Linked DNA regions of Mus musculus: all the other regions are linked to region 3. The links are chromatin contacts, called in public HiCAR-type, HiChIP or PLAC-seq and promoter capture Hi-C maps. All regions are on one chromosome and are shown on one strand. The core of a region is the stretch at or near the end of the contact, and the rest is flanking DNA. Distances in the headings are between cores, read along the strand shown. Region 1 holds the start of Raph1 (Ras association (RalGDS/AF-6) and pleckstrin homology domains 1). Region 2 holds the start of 2310016D23Rik (a long non-coding RNA gene). Region 3 holds the start of Ino80d (INO80 complex subunit D). Region 4 holds the start of Nbeal1 (neurobeachin like 1). Region 5 holds the start of Cyp20a1 (cytochrome P450, family 20, subfamily a, polypeptide 1). Region 6 holds the start of Idh1 (isocitrate dehydrogenase 1 (NADP+), soluble).

Evidence for each region. Promoter capture Hi-C pulls out the DNA fragments that hold promoters and counts their contacts. HiCAR-type assays count read pairs that join an accessible place to other places. HiChIP or PLAC-seq counts read pairs in DNA pulled down with a chosen protein or histone mark. Capture Hi-C pulls out chosen DNA fragments and counts their contacts.
Region 1: a contact with region 3 is called in a HiCAR-type map of astrocytes, with 7 times the contacts expected there. The contact joins the promoter of Raph1 here to the promoter of Ino80d in region 3. A contact is called at or near these places in 3 of 39 promoter capture datasets (embryonic stem cells, hippocampal neurons and liver), 2 of 484 Hi-C or Micro-C datasets (both in embryonic stem cells), 3 of 115 datasets of contacts at active chromatin or transcription factors (astrocytes, embryonic forebrain and embryonic stem cells) and 1 of 9 other capture datasets (adipose tissue).
Region 2: a contact with region 3 is called in a promoter capture Hi-C map of liver, with 4 times the contacts expected there. The contact joins the promoter of 2310016D23Rik here to the promoter of Ino80d in region 3. A contact is called at or near these places in 3 of 39 promoter capture datasets (hippocampal neurons, liver and stem cell-derived epiblast-like cells).
Region 4: a promoter capture Hi-C map of adipose tissue shows a contact between it and region 3, with 4 times the contacts expected there. The contact joins the promoter of Nbeal1 here to the promoter of Ino80d in region 3. A contact is called at or near these places in 6 of 39 promoter capture datasets (cranial neural crest, hippocampal neurons, liver and 2 more), 3 of 115 datasets of contacts at active chromatin or transcription factors (astrocytes, embryonic stem cells and extraembryonic endoderm stem cells) and 2 of 9 other capture datasets (adipose tissue and liver).
Region 5: an H3K4me3 HiChIP or PLAC-seq map of forebrain shows a contact between it and region 3, with 19 times the contacts expected there. The contact joins the promoter of Cyp20a1 here to the promoter of Ino80d in region 3. A contact is called at or near these places in 9 of 39 promoter capture datasets (the 3T3-L1 cell line, cranial neural crest, frontonasal cranial neural crest and 5 more), 2 of 115 datasets of contacts at active chromatin or transcription factors (astrocytes and forebrain) and 2 of 9 other capture datasets (adipose tissue and liver).
Region 6: a contact with region 3 is called in a promoter capture Hi-C map of pre-B cells, with 4 times the contacts expected there. The contact joins the promoter of Idh1 here to the promoter of Ino80d in region 3. A contact is called at or near these places in 5 of 39 promoter capture datasets (the C10 cell line, hippocampal neurons, liver and 2 more), 4 of 484 Hi-C or Micro-C datasets (CD4 T cells, muscle stem cells and rod photoreceptor), 4 of 115 datasets of contacts at active chromatin or transcription factors (astrocytes, bone marrow-derived dendritic cells, large pre-B cells and 1 more) and 2 of 9 other capture datasets (adipose tissue and liver).

The regions. Positions count from the first base shown.
Region 1 is chr1:60,565,373-60,568,198 of GRCm38.p6, forward strand. It overlaps Raph1 (Ras association (RalGDS/AF-6) and pleckstrin homology domains 1), which reads right to left and starts at 1,393. Exons shown (of 14, transcript NM_001045513.3): 1 at 1,193-1,393.
Region 2 is chr1:60,777,197-60,779,896 of GRCm38.p6, forward strand. 2310016D23Rik (a long non-coding RNA gene) reads left to right here and starts at 1,265. Exons shown (of 3, transcript XR_865459.1): 1 at 1,265-1,720.
Region 3 is chr1:63,112,942-63,115,641 of GRCm38.p6, forward strand. It overlaps Ino80d (INO80 complex subunit D), which reads right to left and starts at 1,326. Exons shown (of 12, transcript NM_001114609.1): 1 at 1,270-1,326. It overlaps Ino80dos (INO80 complex subunit D, opposite strand), which reads left to right and starts at 1,530. Exons shown (of 4, transcript NR_045915.1): 1 at 1,530-1,603.
Region 4 is chr1:60,179,104-60,181,877 of GRCm38.p6, forward strand. Nbeal1 (neurobeachin like 1) reads left to right here and starts at 1,496. Exons shown (of 55, transcript NM_173444.2): 1 at 1,496-1,582; 2 at 2,360-2,651. The coding sequence starts at 2,601.
Region 5 is chr1:60,341,725-60,344,623 of GRCm38.p6, forward strand. Cyp20a1 (cytochrome P450, family 20, subfamily a, polypeptide 1) reads left to right here and starts at 1,576. Exons shown (of 13, transcript NM_030013.3): 1 at 1,576-1,733. The coding sequence starts at 1,662.
Region 6 is chr1:65,177,533-65,180,429 of GRCm38.p6, forward strand. Idh1 (isocitrate dehydrogenase 1 (NADP+), soluble) reads right to left here and starts at 1,610. Exons shown (of 9, transcript NM_010497.3): 1 at 1,458-1,610.

The DNA of each region.
Region 1 (2,826 bases), core at 143-2,642, 2.5 Mb before region 3:
TACATTTTCTTATTCAATCTTCTTGACAACAGGCTAGAAAGGAAAACAGGTGGAGTACTGCTGCTTACCGGCAGGGAACTACTGCATAGTTATCGGCTTGCTTGTCCACTATCACGTTGCTAGCCTATTCTAGCGCATGGAATGTGACTTTACTCTGTTCTAACGCACTGTTTCCACCACTCAAGTGTTGTAGAAGTGTCTCCCACTATACCTGAGGAGGTTTCTGTGACTGTGTGCTCACTTCAATATTCTTACGAACACAATACCACCGTTTAATAATCGAATGATGCCTCAGCCCTAGCCCGCTACCTTTACAGTTCCTTTAGGGAGGACTTTACCTACTTGGGCGGCTCTCCACTTCTCCATGAGAAATGCTGCAGGCAGCGTCCACCCAAACTGTTCTTCCCATAAAATGTATGAAATGCAACACACAGGAAACATGCAACTCATACCATTTCCCAAAGCTCCTATTTCACTCTGATACATAAGGATCAAGTAGTTTCCAGTTCACACAGGGGGGCCAGCCTAAGACAACCCCTGAATAGGAAAAGGGTATCTTTCAGGTGTCTTAAAACGAAGGCAACCTAACCAACACTATTAGGCAGCCTTCCCTCTTTCTGCCGTCCTCCACTGAATTGCAGTTTGGATTTCCGGCGGGAATGTACGCGGAAAGATGAGATGGAGCTAAAAAGCACTAGAGCAATTACTTTGCCGGCTTAATTAGAAGACACAGAAGGCGCCCCGCCTTTCTAAATCTCTGCAGTGAACTCATCTATGAAAGCAGGCAGGGCATGGAAGCTAGAACAATCCCGCACCCAGCCATCGGTTTCTGCGGCTACCGGGAGCCAGTCCCTTTCCACCCGCGGTCCCCGGCCACCGGCGCCCTAGTGCGGAGTATCAGCCCTGCCGCACCTCCCCAGGCGGCCCCAGGTCTCATTGTCTGCACGGTGCAGCCCCGAGGGGCGCGGGGTGCAACCCAGGCCCCGCCGACCCCCTACCCACCGCAGGCCGCCTGGCGGGGCTCAGCCCAACGCTGAGAGCCTGACCGGCAAGGACCGCGCCCCGGGCTGCAGCCGTCCGCACTCGCTCGGAGGGCCACGCCGGGCGCCGGGCAAATGGAGACGGCAGCGCCTCCCGGGCACCCAGACCTCTCCTTTCCCGGACCTCGAGGGCCAGGTGGCGGAGCACTCACCGTGGCAGCCCCTCGGCCCTCCCGGAGCCCTGCGCTAGGCAGCAGCTGCTCGCGCCTCCAGTCGCCGCCGCCGCCGCCTCTCCAGGGGCGACGCTCCTCTCCCGAACGCTGAGAGCGCCCGCAGCTCCCGCGGCGCGCGCTCGGCGACTGACTGACCGACCCACAGAGCGGGCGTCGGCGGGGACTGGGCGGGGCGGCCGCAGAGCCCCGCGGCGCGGATCACAGAGCCCGCGCGTCCTGCCCCGGCACACTGGGCGGGGCTGAGGGCCGCGCGGCCCAAGGGCGGACCGACTTGCGCCTGACCGCGCGCTCCCCGCCGCGGCCACCGCTCACTTCCGGCGCAGGCGGCCGCGCGCCTCTCCTGCTCCCCGGCACGCGCGCACGCGCGCGCCCCTCCCGGCCTGGACAGCCGCACCCCCCACCCCCACCCAACCGGCCGCCCCTCAGGCGCCGGGCCGCACCCAGCCGCGGCCGTCCTCCGCGCCCTGCCTTTCCAGCGCGCGTCCGTGTGAGTCGCCTCCAGGAACCAATGAATCAGAGAATGAATGAGCGGAGAGGAAAATCCCGCCGCGGTCCCGCCCGCCGTGGCCCTTCCCGTGAAGCCTGCCCAATCACTCGGGTCCCAGGGTCTTGGGAGACTGAGGGCGGACGAGCAGACCTGTCCGGGCTGGGAGCCTTTGCCTGCCGCATGTGTCGTCTCCAGAACCAACCCTGGGCTTCCTCAGGCACTCGCCTACTATTGTTGAAATCTGGGAGCACTGCCCTAGGAAATCCCATTTTAGCTTAAACTCTGCAGTTTCGTGCAGTGTAAGGAAAGCTTTCAGGGATCAGACATTATTCCATTCATCTTTACCTTTTTCACGTCAGAGCCTGTTCATCTGTGTCCCTGGTTTCTGTTCTCCCTTATTGAATTTGTTCTCAGCAAGGGTGTTGGCGAACTTTCCTGAGCCCTGAGCTGTATTCCCTGAGTACTACACTTAAAATACTGGGTTTGATTCCAAGCTCCAAATTACTCAAATGCTGCTTATCTTAATGCAGTTTTGACTTAGGCAGACTTAGATTTCTTTCGATTTACGTCCTTATTATGACCTTCATGTAAAGTTGATCAAAGGAAAGGAAAAGTAGTATTAAATTACCTTTGCTTGGCTATGTACTTTGTTAGCATTGAAGAAATTGAGCTATGGTCTGGAATTGGCTGCATTGAACGTCCAGCATTCTTTTTTTTCTATGTCTTCTTGTCTGTTCTTTAACTGTTTCTGTATCTTGAATTTTCACCAAAAAAATAAAAGGAAAAAAAAAAAACCCATAAATAACCTATTTCCGAAATTCTGGCGATCTTTCTAAGAATGAGTATTCACTCCTCTAGTGTAGGATCAAATCCCAGTTTGACTAATTGCATTCTACTTCCTGATATTCTTGAAGAGTTCCAAGTAGTTTCAGTCTTTTAGTAGTCTTTTCCAAACTGCTGCACAATCTGTTTCAAACTGGTATTTAGAACTGTCCAATACAATTATTGTCTGTTTCACACTTGAGATACTTGTACTTAGGAAATAAGTGCATTTTTTGTATTTTAAATTTAGTAGGTCTTCAATAATCTCGTGTAAAATAACATCATCTCATAAACTAAAAATGGT
Region 2 (2,700 bases), core at 15-2,514, 2.3 Mb before region 3:
AACGCTGAAGGATATGTGTGGGTGTCACCTGCAAGCACAGAGATGGGGAGGGAGGGAGGGAGGGAGAGAGGGAGGAAGGGAGGGAGGGAGGGGGAGGGAAGAAGAGAGAGAGATGAACAAAAGGTTTATTTATGAAGTTTACATTTGATTTCCTTTCCCTTGATAACTTCCTCATCTGAGTTTAGTGTCTAGACTAAATTGATGTACATTTGGTGACTGAGGAAGAGGGTCAGAAAGGTGGGTTTGAATTAGCATCAGCAAAGTTAGCCAGATTCATACAGACTTTTTTTTTCAATTTCTTATGCACACACTGAGCATTCGATACGTTGGCATCCAAAGTGAGGGTTTTTGCTAACGTCTGGGAACCAGTGATATAGATGATATGAAGCAAGACTAGCTGGAGGTTGTCATGGGGATGCTTTTTCATTCCAAACAGGGTGCAACTCATGTTTCATTTGCTTTGTGCCTCTCTGTCCTGTCTTCTTCTTCATTCATCCAACAACATTTTGATGACCGTCTTCCCAGCTCTGAAAAGCGGACTGGGTACAGGAGAAACGATAGAGCAACGCTGTTGTCCTTATCTCTGCGTGGACCAATCAGAGTGTATTTTACAACCCTTCACCTCCTTCTATTCACCTTAAGGCACCTACTTAGTCCTGACTGTAGAACTTAGACATTGTGTATCTACTGTTACTCTGGTGACTGTATAGTTTCTTGTAGCTACTGCAGTCTGTCACTGTAGACAAACAACTGAGATTAGCTGTATTTCAGCAAGCTTTTACTTATGGATATTGGTATTTGATTCTCCTTTAATTTTCTTGCCAGATATTGTGATTCCTCTGATTGCTGCACCATCACCCTAGCCGTATGTACACATACAATCCATTCTTCAGCTCATGGCCTGTGCAGTGTCAGACAGTGGCTAGACTTGGCCTGTAGGCCGCAGTTTGCTGACCTCTGAGACAGAACCAAGGCACCACTTTTAAGCTTTGAGCTTGTCTTTGAACGCCAGACACCATCTAGAAGGGATCAGTCTGGGTGCATGTAAAGACCTCTTGGGAGTGTGAGTGTCCAAGTAACTTTATTTAAAAAAAAAAAAAAAGGCAAGGATTTGCAGAGAATGAGGGAGAGACTTTATCCAAGAGAGAGCTATCCTGGGGAGGAGAAACAGGAAACTAAAAGCAAAGGGGACGAGAATTTCAAGATGACAGCATCCTCGGGAAATTAGTGCTAAAAGCCCAATGATTACTGTTACATTTTCTTTGCTCTTTTCCCTCTCGTCCAACCATCAAATCCATGCAATCTCCAAGGAAACAAAATAAATTTTTATTCACAGTGGGGGTGGGGGGGTATGGCCCGTGTCCAAGGTAATGAAAAAGACGAATTACCCTGCAAATCCTTCCAAATGGACCACACTCAGCTCCAGTGTGGAGTGGGTGGAGCAGAGACCAGAAGCAGCTGTCTCAGGACTGGCCTCCTACCACTTTCCATGACTTTTTCAAATCTAAATTTAGCTACTATTTATAGGTGACCAGGAGAGCACACCCTCACCCGCACCCGCAACCCCTGCTGCTGCCCACTGGAAGGGCAAACTAAAGCTTGGCATTTCACAGGTAGGCGTGAAAGTCAGCTTTATACAGATCATAGACACTGACCCGGCCTTTGTCATCCCTTATCGCTGCTCCACCCTGTTTGTCTACAGCTGCTGGTTACACCCAAGGTACAAATAGTTCTTTCTGGAAACAGCCTGTGGGGGCACTCTGAGCCATACACTCATTCATTCTATCTGGGCATTTTAGAAATAGGGTAAGATTTAGCTTCATTTGTGCAGCCAAGAATAGGAAATTGCTCCCCAAAAGGTCAGATGCCTAAGATTTAATATGCAAGCAGCCTGTAATACCTAAGATTTAATATGCAAGCAGCCTGTAATACCTAAGATTTAATATGCAAACAGCCTGTAATACCAGGAGCAGGCACACCTCTCTCAGAATGGTGTATCCTGCAAAGCCAGGATACACTAATGTGTTCAAGTTACAGTCTGGGTGAACAGCCTTAGGACCTCCAAGACTTTTCTTATATAGTGTGTAGGACTGCTGTGTAGGTTATTCACTCAGTTCCTTCCCAGGGCCTCTACAGAGGCCATAAGAAAGACTTAAATCTGCTCAGCCTCCTCTTGAAGCTGTGACAGGAGAGTACTTATCTTGTGGAGCCTACTTCGATCTTTCTGCCGCTTGGTTACTAGCTTTATAGGGAGAGACATATTCTCAGTCTCAAAAGGAAGCAACCTAGGATGAAAACCACTGAGAACAAAACAGGAAGAGAGGTCCCAGCTCCTACAAGCACCTCTCTCCTGTTTGTTTGTTTGTTTGTTTTAACCTTCATTGCCCCTCAAATCTGGCCTCTTTCAGTAGGTTGTTTGTTTCGTGAATTAAGGTTAGTAATGCAAAAGTAAACTTCCAGGTTTAGAGCTCAGGGGGAAATTATGACTTATTGTGCCCCGTAGAATACTAAGTTTGGGGCTAATTCTTGTCTTTGCCCTTGAACCTTCTGGTGGGACAACGGCAGATTGTCTCTAGTTTCTACTCACTACTATATGAAAGGATTAGACAAAGGGACTTCTGTGTAGATGTCTTGTACTTTTTATATCCCACATTACAACTGTTTTATTTTTTCATATTATAGCTTTTATATACATGTGTA
Region 3 (2,700 bases), core at 76-2,575:
CCAGCCCTCCAGGTCCTTCCTCCCAGTTTTGAATGCTCTGTCTGTCAGCCGAGGTCTCCCCCATGGCTTCAGCGTCTGAGTCGGTTCTAACCGGACAAGTGACCAACTAAGAGGGGTAAAGTCCTACCACGGAGGGCAGGGGACTGCTCCAGAAGCCTGCCTGGTCCTGCCCCTCTCCCTGACAGTTTGCTCTCTGCTCTCTTCTTAACTACCTTCCTGCCGGAGCTGTCCAGAGAGGGAGACTGAGGACCCAAAGGAGTCCGGGAGAGAAGGTGGGGGTAGTAATAAAGACACAAGTAGCACCCCCACAGCTCCTTGGTGGGGTGCTGGGTTTTTTAAAAAGGGGGGAGGAGGGGAGGCCGATGGACCCTGACTTTGCAATAGAAACAGCACCTGAATCTACCTCCTCCCTTCCCCACCCCCGAAAGCCCAGTCACTAACTAATAAAGCTAAGAAAAACCCCTTGAAAACTTTTCCAAACCGGAAGAGACGGCTTCTCCCCGGGCCCTGGAGCTCTTGGGGAATGGGCTGGAGTTGGCAGCCCCGTCGGGGATCGCGGGGAGCGGGGTGGGGCGCGGCGCGGGCGAGGGGTGCAGGGGCGGAGTACCTTGAACGGACAGGAACTGGCAAAGAGTTTCGAGCCAGCCGAGTGCTCGCCCCCCGAAGCCCTCGGGGGTCCCGGGCGCTAGGACCGGGGCTCCCCGGAGAGAAGGCGGCCTCCAATTCGGGCCTAAAAGGAAACTTTCCGGGCCGCGGCTGCACCTGACTCCTCGCCGCCCCTCCACCCCACGCCCGCCAGGCCGCCCGCCCCGCCCCGGCCAGGCCGCCCAGAGCGCCGTGGAGCGGGGGGGATAAACAAACCCAACAGTTACCGGAATCCGGGGGGCCCCGTCTGCGCGATGCCCGGGGACGGGGTGCTGCCGCACGGTCCCCACTCCGAGGCCCCGTCGCCCCGGTCCCCGCCGCCCAGCCCTCCGTCCCGCGGGAGAGCTTGGGGCCGGCGCAGGATGCAGCCCGCCCGCCCGCCCCGAGGCCCCGGGGGACCCCAGGGGCGCGGGAGGCCTGTGGCGCGGGGGCAGGGCGCGGCCGCCGCGGGGCCCGAGGCCTAGGGCGCCCCCCCTTCCGCAGCACTCCTGGGGCCCGGCCCGCGCAGGCCGCGCCGCTCGCCGCGCTCAGGCCGCCGCCGGAACCCCCGCCGACGCTGCCCGCGGGCGTCCCCGAGGCCCCCGGTGCCCCATCCCCCGCCACCCCAGCGCCGGCCCCACTCACCCTTTCATTCTCCGCCCGCGGCCTGGCGTGGGCCGGCGAATCCCCGGCCTCACGTAAGCGCGCTCGCCGCCCGCCCTGCCTACGCGGCCCAGCCCGCCGCCCTACGGGAGCCCGGGGATGTGGGCCGGGCCTGGGGCCGCCTCTGCTTACCTTTCAGCTGCTTTTTTTTTTTTTTTTTTTTTTAATTTTTTTTTCCTCCTTCCTCCCCCTCAACCCCCCCTCCCTCGCCTAGGCTGACAGATCAGAGAGGCGCTGGCAGTGGACTTAGGGAGCTCGGCTGCTACTGCTCCCTCCCTGGGCTTCGGCAAGAGTCTTTCCCTGTCTAACACGAGGGGTGAGGATCATATTTTTATTTTGGAAACTAAAAAGTGCTCCCAGGGTCGGTGATCATTAAGGGGAAATCCCTGAATATACTCTCCAGCCAAGAAGGCAGGGCTGCCCGCCTGCACTAGAAGAGGCAGCAGCCTCCTACAGCACCACTACAGGCACCGCGAGGACATAACACCACAGAGCAGTTCCTCTGCCCTCCGAAACGACAACTTTCCTACCATCTTGGAGGCAGAGGAGAGAGGGGCCAAGGGGAGAAGTGCACCGGCTCCAGCCAGATAAAGTCCAAATTTCTACCTCTCATCGCTGGAAAAAAGCCCATACTTGAGAAAAAGCAGGGAAGAAACAGAAAGGAGGTCGTGTGCTCCGTGGTGGGGAATGTTTCTGCACCTTCTGATGGAAAGAAATCTTTACAAGACACAGGTTTTACGATATTATTGTTTTCCATGTTAACTTTTTCCATAAGGGTGACAGTGGCAGCTTACTTTTTTTTTTCTATTTTTTTTTCTTTTTTTCAGGCTAATAATGATTTTTCTCTATGGCAGGTCCAAGTTCTGTATCTGGTGGCCAGTCTGTAAATTGGCACTTGAGAGACTTAGAGGTCACGGTATTGTCTTTATTTAATGCTCGTTTATGTTGTATGTATTCGTACTTATGGTTTCATGTATTAGAGGTAAGATTTTGTGGTTTTGGTATCTGAGGAACTGAGGCTGCTGAGAGTCAATTGTAAAGAGATGGCTTTTGTCTTCTCTCAGAGCAATGTAAGTAAAACCTATTGACTGCCCAGAAAGGCATAATACAGCTGTTTATTTTTCACGGTGCAAATAGAAGTAGTGTGTATTTAAACTCTCAGGACAGCTGAGCAAGCCAGTTCATCTATCAGCCCAAGAAGAAAGATGACTCCTATAAACCTAGCAACAGATTGAAAGATGCCTTGGATTTTCTTCAAGTAAAATTATTTATTAAGAATTATATCTAGAATTCCATTTCTGTTATTTTCTTTTAGTTTGCATAGATTGATGAATGTCTAGGCCTTTGGTACATTGCATACTTTGCTGCCTGCTTCTTGGAACACAGAATTGAGGGGTAGGCTTCTCTTCCCTA
Region 4 (2,774 bases), core at 246-2,745, 2.9 Mb before region 3:
ATATCCAAGCTACTGCATGGTCTGCAAAACGGAATTATTTATCCTGTGATTCTTGACAAGAAAAACTTGTAGATTAATCTAATAAGCGAGAATAGATAAGGGCTGGAAGATGGCTCAGTGGTTAAGAGCATTTGCAGCACACAAGACAATGTTCCCAGCACCCATGTCAGGAGCCCCCACCCCCACCCAGACCTCCAGCTCCCAGGGATAAGATATCTTCTGGCCTCAGAGGGTATACAAACATATGTGGCACAAGGACGCACACAGGGCATGTGGGGGCATTAGTATATTTTAAAAATAAAGGTCACATAGTGAACCCCCATGATGGCATTAGTAGCTTTACATTTATTTATCTATTGTGCATGTGTATATGCCAGAGGATAATTTTCATGAGTAGGTTCTTGCTTTCCATTTAGTGAGCTAGGGTCTCTTGTTTGTGGCCAGGGCTCGCTGGCCCTCCAGTCTCCATCTTGCATTTCAGGAGGTCTGGCTTGCACAGCAAGTCATCTCCCTCCCTTTCCTTTCTTCTTCTTTTCTTTTGTGGCAAGGTCTCATGCGGCACAGGTTGGTCCCAGACTTGCTAGGTAGCCCATGTCAGCGCTGAACTCCTGATCTCTCTCCCTCCATCTCCTAAGTGCTAGATCACAGACCTGTTTCTTCAGGGTGGCTTCGATTATTTCTGAAGCTTAGTGATTACATATAGAAGTTCATTTTATTACTTTGTTTCCTTGTGTGTGCTTGTTAGGAATCAAACACAGGGCATCTCAGATGCTAAGCTGCTCTAAAACTGATTTTTTTATATGTTTGTAAAATTTCACAATAGTTTCTTAAATGTTTAGATTTAAAAGGTTAATCTTACGCTTTTCTCCTCTCTTAAAACAATAGCAACAACAACAACCTTAAGAAAGTGTGTGCAGCTAATAAGACTGCCTTTTGCTTCTTTTTCTGAAAGACGGAACTCATTCCGTACAGCAGTCTCCTTGGAACAGACACAGAATGGCAGTGACAGTACAAAGGCAACGACGCCAGAACAGGTAAAGATTTCTTTTCTTCTTTTTTCGCTTTTGAGCTCTGTCCCAGGACCAATCCCATTTCTACAAAGAAATCAAATCGAGATCCCTTCGAGACGCCCTAGGGTCGCCGGTCCTCAGCTGATTCGCAGAGGCGCCGCCAGGCGAGGAAAGTTCCGTCCGCCCCACCTAGCAGGGGCGGGGAGCGACGTCAGCACGTCGGCCCTCACGTCCAGCTGGGTGACTACTGACCGGAATGCCCAGGCTGGCTCCGACCGCTTTCAGAGCCTGAGCGAGGGCACTGCGGCTGCGCAGGCATGCCGGGGGAGGGGCTTCGGGGCTGAGCGGCCCTCGAGGAGCGGCTGCCGGAGGGCCGGGTAAATCCCCAGAGGCCGGAATGATTAGCCCAGGGGCTGCTCCGCCCCTGGCTCCTCCCACCCCGCGTCGGCGCTACCCCGCCTCCGCCTCCGCCTCCCGCCCGGCTTCGGGGTGACACGGGGCTTCGCCGCGGGCAGGGCGGAGGGCAGCAAGTTAGCCCGCGGCGGGGTGGCGCCGGCGGGCCTGTGAGCGTGGTGAGGGGACGCCGAGGTCGGGCGGAGGCTGCCGCGGGGCGGGAAGGCCCGGGGGAATGCGGCGCAGGGCTGCAGCCTGAGGGGCGGCGGCGGCGGGCGAGGGGGCGCGGCCGGCCCGGGCGGGTCTGGCTGCGGCCGGTTGGCGTGGGTCCCGGGTCTGGGTCCCAGAGCGCTCCGGGCCGCGCTTCTGAAGTTGATTGGCACGCCTGACGTTTGTCTCTCTTGTTCGTAACGGGGACGCAGGGAGGAAATGGAAAGGTCCCCGGACTGCTGCGAGGCGGGGTCTGGGGTCGTCCCACGGGAGGTGGTCCTTGCCACGGTGTGTGAGCCCCTTTCTTCTTGGGTGGAGAGGTGGAAGCCAGGTAGGCAGGATGACTTTCGCTGTGTGGATGGTTAAAACAAACAAACCAGGAATTCCTCGGGCCCTCCCCCCACGCCCTGCCCTGCAACGCAGCAAACATTCCCAGCAACTTTTAAGAAGCTGGCGAGAAATCTCGGATATTTGTTGTGTTTGATCTGTGCTCCTGGTTAAAGGAAGGCGTGAGTAGGGAGCCGTCTTCCTTCCCATCTACCGCAGTTTTGGTTGTGAATCTGCCTGGAAGGTTTTAGTATTTTATGTTGATCATTAGTCGTGGTGTGCCAAACAGGAGTTTCTGGAATATCTAATCACATTAAAAATTTATCCCTTTGAATGGGGTGATCAAGGCAGACGGATATCTGGATTTTTTTTTTTCAAATGTGGCTTAAAAAAACTTAGGATATTTTTGTATTTCACAGACCTATTTACGAGACCAGCTACCCCTGATGAAGAAGTGTTGGAGTAGTTGCTGAAATTGACCCTTATTGACCTGAGACAGTCTTATTTGTTCTACGAATTTTTTTTTTTGTTTTTTTTTTGTTTATTCCACTGCTTTGAGCTTTACTGTAACGGCTGATAAACTTGGAAAATAAAGTAATATGATATGGTCTTGAACCGTCTTTTTGAGGAAATATTAAAGTACCAGAGTGGAAAGCCAGAATGGCAGCCAGAGAGAGGCTCTTTGAACTTTGGATGCTTTATTGTACAAAGGTAATTTGCTTTCCTTTTATTTCTGTACTTAAAATTACTTGATTATAAAATTTTGTATCCAGCATTATGACCTTATTGTGTAGTGTGTTTGTGCATATTGATAATCCTGAACTGGCAGGTGTG
Region 5 (2,899 bases), core at 326-2,825, 2.8 Mb before region 3:
TGCTCTTCCTGCAGTCCAGAGTTCAATTCCCAGCAACCACATGGTGGCTCACAACCATCTGTAATGAAATCTGACGGCTTCTTCTGACATGCAGGTGTACATGCAAATAAAGCACTCATATACATAGAATAAGTAAATCATTAATGTTATGTAGCTACACTGTATATTTCAAATTTTTATCTGCTGTTGATGTGGGCCATCATTTTGATGAGAAATGTCTTTAAAACCGATTTAAAAAACAAACCCTTGAAACACTCAGGGCAGTTTGAAATACATTCAGAGTTAAAAGCACAGCTCTTGCTGTGTGAGGTGGCCCATGCCTAAAATTTTAGCGACTTGTAAACTAAGACAAAATCAAACGTTTGAGGCCAACTTGAGCAATGTAGACAGCTTTGTCCCAAGACAGGAAAAAATGTGATTTCCAATCGACGAAATCTTGAGTGGAAGTATTGTTACAGCTTCAAAAAGATATGGCATGTTTTCAGTGAGGTATGATTCCTTCTTAAGCAGTAGTCATTACAGGAGCTCTAACTGCAATTCCAAATGACATGCCAAACGGTATCAAGAAAATTTGATATTCAAGCTATAAAATCTATAAATTGTTTTAGGATGCTTTCACTAAATGTAGTGCCAATAAGTATCAGGCTTTACCTTATACTAACCCATGTTAAAATTTCTGAGTTGGATAGAACAGAAGGATCTCAAATTACAGTAATGCTCTGACCAAGCAATGTTTGAAAAACATAAGCACACAACATTGCTTTGCCAGTGCTCAGTGCTTCCTAGAACGCCCAATAGTACCCTCCACTGGCTACTCTATATGGTATTATTTTGAATGAATTGATTTTGATTTAATGAGGCAGGAGCTCAGGTAACCTAGGAATTGGTTATGTAGTTGGAAATGACTAAACACTTGATTTTCTTGCCTCCACCTTCTGACGCTGGGATTACAAATGTGTGCCAACCAGCCAGGTTTATGTGGTGCTGGGGACTGAAGCCAGAACTTTGTACTAGAAAAGCAATCTACCTCCCCAGCCTCTGGTTTTCAGTTTTCCATAGAAGAAAATGGAGCTTGCTAAATTCAAGGAATTTATTGCAAATTATCAGTAACAGAAATCCTACCCACTGTCTGCCACCGTGGCCAGAAATCCTACCCAATGTCTGCTACCGTGGCTAACGCCTTTAATTCCAGCACCAGGAAGGCATCTATTAGTCAGAGGCCAGCCTGGTCTACATAGTTCCAATCTAGACAGGGATACATAGTCAGATCCTGTCAAAACACAGAAACCAGCCACGTTCACTGGAGCGCTTTTGAGCAATAAGGAGCATCTAACGGTGCCTAGCTCTTCAGCCATGCATGCAGGTGTCCAGGTGAGACTGGCTTCGGTTGTGAGTCCTACTTAAATGTACTTAAGTCTACTTTGTGCAAGCGGACTGGTGTCGCACGCAGCTTGATTCTAGCCAGGCCAGGGTGGGACCCGGGCCTGGAGGTTTCCTTGTGGCCTGTGAGTCGCCAGCAGACCAAGGGTGACGCCCAGCACGGGCGTGGCGGGGCGACCGCGGCTCCTATTCGCCGACCGCCTGAGGCCACCTCCCTCCCCAGCTGCGGGCGCCACCACGGAGCTCACGGCCGAGGACCGCGCGGGCGGGCGAGAGGAAGCATGCTGGACTTCGCCATCTTCGCCGTGACGTTCCTGCTGGCGCTGGTGGGAGCGGTGCTGTACCTCTACCCGGTAACTCCCAACTCGGGTTTCGGGGGTGCGCCTGCGCCGCGAGGACCTGGGCGGGCGGTCGGCCGGGAGCGCTTGCGGAAGAGCCACGTGGCTCCGCCCCGGCGTGCGTTCCCCGTGCGCATGAGTGCTGTGGTCGCTGAGCTGTGGTCCTGGGCGGGTCCCTCATTCTCCCTGTCCCGGACGGGTTTTGGGAGGTGGCGATCAATTCATTACCTTGGGTGACTTTGGAGACATTGACTTCTTCGAGCCCCAATCCCATTTGCTTCTACATCAGGGGAGAAACTCCTTCCATCTTTTCCTAGCATCCCCCTGCATATGCCCCGGCACCGTTGTTGGAATGGGCGAGCTGAGCTCCCCAACCCAAACTTTGTCCACCTGTCCTTTTCAGAGGGGAACCTCTCAAAACTCCGGAGTTACTGTTAAGGAACTTCCTTAAAGTGTATTGTATAAAGCTGGGCGTTGCATACATCTGTAATCCCAGCCCGGGGTGAGGAGGATGGGGTGGGAGCTCAAAGCTCACCCTGGACTACATCAAACCCTGTCTTTAAAAGAATATGTATGTACAAAGTGTGGTGGATTTATGGAAAAGTGGAAAGGTAGTGAACAGCCCCGGGTAGATGAATGGTGATGGAGATGCCCCTTAGAAGTGTCCTGTTCTGAGTTAGTGGTTGATTAGACTAATATAGAAACCACATACCTGAACTCCTGAGAAACAAAACACTGATATGAAGAAGTTGAGAGCTCAGGCCTTTCAAGAATAAGAGGACTGTGTCCTAGCCAACTGGAGCGAATGTAAAACCAGACCGGGAAGACAGATGGGTGTAAATGGCTGAAAAGCTATTCAAAGGACTTTTAAGTCTGCGTTCTACTGGAGGATTTCAATGGATAAGTGGCTATTTTAGTTTAAAGGAAAACTGGGAATGCTGTGTTGGGCCTGTAATCATAGCACTTGGATGGTGGAGGCAGGAGAGTTCAAGGGTTTCTTCCAAAATGGACCTGAGTTCTAGGCCAGTCTGGATCACATGAGCCCTTGTCTTAAATTTTAAAATTTGTATACTAGAAAAAAAATTAAAAATATATGTGGCAAAAAAATGTCTTCAATTCATTCCTTTTAAAAAATGCAAATCTTGGAATCAAGGGATTTTCAGCTTTAAAGGAGAACTTTA
Region 6 (2,897 bases), core at 360-2,859, 2.1 Mb after region 3:
GCTTATTTACATAGTCTGAAGGCAGCCAGTTTCCAATCTGACAGCCTGTGCAATTCCAGAAAACAAACATAATAGACTAGTTAAGCAATAGGAACCCTTTGCCATACTTAATTTTACTTCCATAAATCTCAAGTTTCTATCTTGAGCCGATCTTTTTGTTTTCCAGCCAAGTTCAAGTTGCAAAACATGTGGGGACTCTAAGGAAGTAGTTGCAGTATATTGTCGAAAAATTCCTGCTTCTCTCTTTTCCCAGTGCCTACACTTGCACTAACGCCCAACTAACTATACAATGTGGTCACATTAAAGATATCAGATTAGAGGGCAAAATTGCTAATTCTTATCTTGATGGTGAACGGACTTGCAATTATAACAAGGCCTCTCAATTTTGATGACTTAAACAAGTGTCCTTTCAATTTATCTCCTAAAACAAAGCAAGATCCGGAACAGAAAGTCTTAACATACAAATACCCCTGCCAGGAGGATTTGTATTTAATATCAGCCTTACAGCCCAGTTTATCTGGTTTAAAGTACAGTGCTTGAGTGTATCCAGAGGGGCAAAGGGCAGGAGCCTTCCAAATAAAGGTCACAGGAGTACAAATATTGGTGCGCACACACGCTCACACCACAGGACGGTGAGTCCTAGAGTGAGCGCCCGGCTCTTTGGCTTTTTGCAGGTCTCGGGTTTGCTCGACCTCGGGTGACACTGAGACAGGAGATATCCATGTGGGCGTTGTGCAAGCTCTGCTAATGAAGCTGACTCGGTTCCTCCTTCCAGATCCCCACACCAGCCCCTCCTCTCAGCACTGCCAGGACCTTTTAAATACGAGGTCCACTGAGATGGCTGCATCTGGAATCGAGACCCCAGGGCGCCCCCAAGTGGCTAAGCAAACACTACAGACTGAAGCTGGAGGCTCCGCCTACCTTCATCCCCTCCCTCTCTTGCACTCTCATTAGCTCTTCTCCGACCACAAGGCAGGTCCCACCCCTGAACCTTGAAGGGAGTACACGCCTAAATTCCTGGCTTACACCCTTTCTGCAACCAGCTTTCCTGCCTAGTCCTTTTACACCCAACACTCAAGAGTTCTGTGCGTCCACCTCAAAGCTAAATTCTCCTCCGCGGGTGCCTTGCCACTTGTCACTGCTTGCAACGTCCTCGCCTCCCAAAGCGATCCCAACCTCGGAAGCGCCCTTCTATACAGATAGGCAAGCAGCACTCTGCTACTCCCATTTCCCTTCTCTACGCCCAAACTCTGGAAGCGTCCCTGAGTGCACCAGGGCCTTGCCACTGAGTTCATCTCTGCACAGCCAAGACCTGGGGTTTCTTCCTTTTTTCTCACTCCAGCTTTCAACGGAATAGTTTAATAGTAAGGGGCGGCGGCTGCCGCTCTAAGCCTTGGGGCACCTGTAGGGAGGGGAAGGAGCGCCCGCTTGCAGCCGGAGGCGCCCCAGCTACTCACCGGCTCACACCCGCGCGTACACACAAGCTGTAATAAGCCGGCCCCAGTTAGATCAGCATCTGCCACAACCTTCGCTCGGAAGCCCAGCGGCAGGGTCAAGGCTGTTTAACTCTTCCCGGCTTTGTCTCCTCCCAGGCCCCACCCCCTCAGCCCACCTCCCGAAGCCCCGCCCCCTCCACGACGCCATTCGCCGCCTCCGACTTTGTGGGGTGGGCCGAGGCATAGATTGAGATTAAGTCTGGGATGCAGCGGTCCGCTGTTCCCGGTGGGGGATGGGACTGCCACGCCGCGGAGATTCCTCGGGAACACCCTGCAGTTGAGGAGCGAGGACGCCACCTACTGACAGGCTATCGGAAGCGCCGAGACCGAGTGTTCTGGGCTCCGCAACAATCTAGGAATCCCAGCGTTGAGTATCCAGGTTCTCTGCAAAAGGTACAAAAGAGGGAGCCCTCCCTAGACTGGATCCCTTCCTGGAGTCTCCGGATGCCTCTTAGAGCTGGACTGTGCCCTTTGAAGAATGTGCATTTGAGGTTTCTTAAAGGCGTGTGAGGACTACAGATTCTACCTTAATGCAAAAGCTAAAACAGAGCGCATTTTCCATTTCAAAATCAAGAACAAACAATACCCTACACACAAATACATATATGAGTAAAACCATTCATATTCTCATGCTGAGGCTTTTACAGAGCTTCACCATTCCACCCCAATAATTCCCTCCACTACCAATGATCCGTATTCCCAACTGTTGCTGTTTATAAATAAGCTTCACTCACCATTTGTCATGGAAGACAGTGAGGTTTATTTTCTGGGTTGCGATGAAGCTGCACTAGAGATACACGATATAAATCTTAGAATTCTAAGAATGGGTTAAACGTATTCCAATCTTTCCAGAGATTTTTCTGTCTGTATTCCTTAGTCTTGAAAAGGAGAACATTATGACTTGTAGGACAATAGGTCATCCTTGATTGGTCAAGATTCAACGCTTCATGGACTTTTAAAACAACCAGCATTGTGTTGAAAAGTTATGAATTCACGGCAGTTAGTAAGATTCATTTTGGACGCTAGAGGGCGCTATGTGGAAAAGGACTCATACGTGGTGTCAGCTGTTAATGTTGATTAACTGGGTATTAGCTGTGACCTCCGTTTATTCCTATAAAATGATTAGAGAGTGTGTGAGTTTATACTTTCACCTCTAATCTCACTTTAAATCACTTTAAAAAACGTTACTTACTACCATCAGGCACATATTGTTTATATTACTAAAAGTAAGTATTCATAGCCATTCTTGTTCCAGAAAGCATTTTAGAATAAATTCAAGAAACGAAGAATAAAACACAATAAGAAGTATTGACTATAGGTGATGGCAAAAGTAAGAAGAATGCATAGGAATACAGAGCCATGGTGAATTTAAATATAAGCATCTTCAACCAAGTTCTAAAT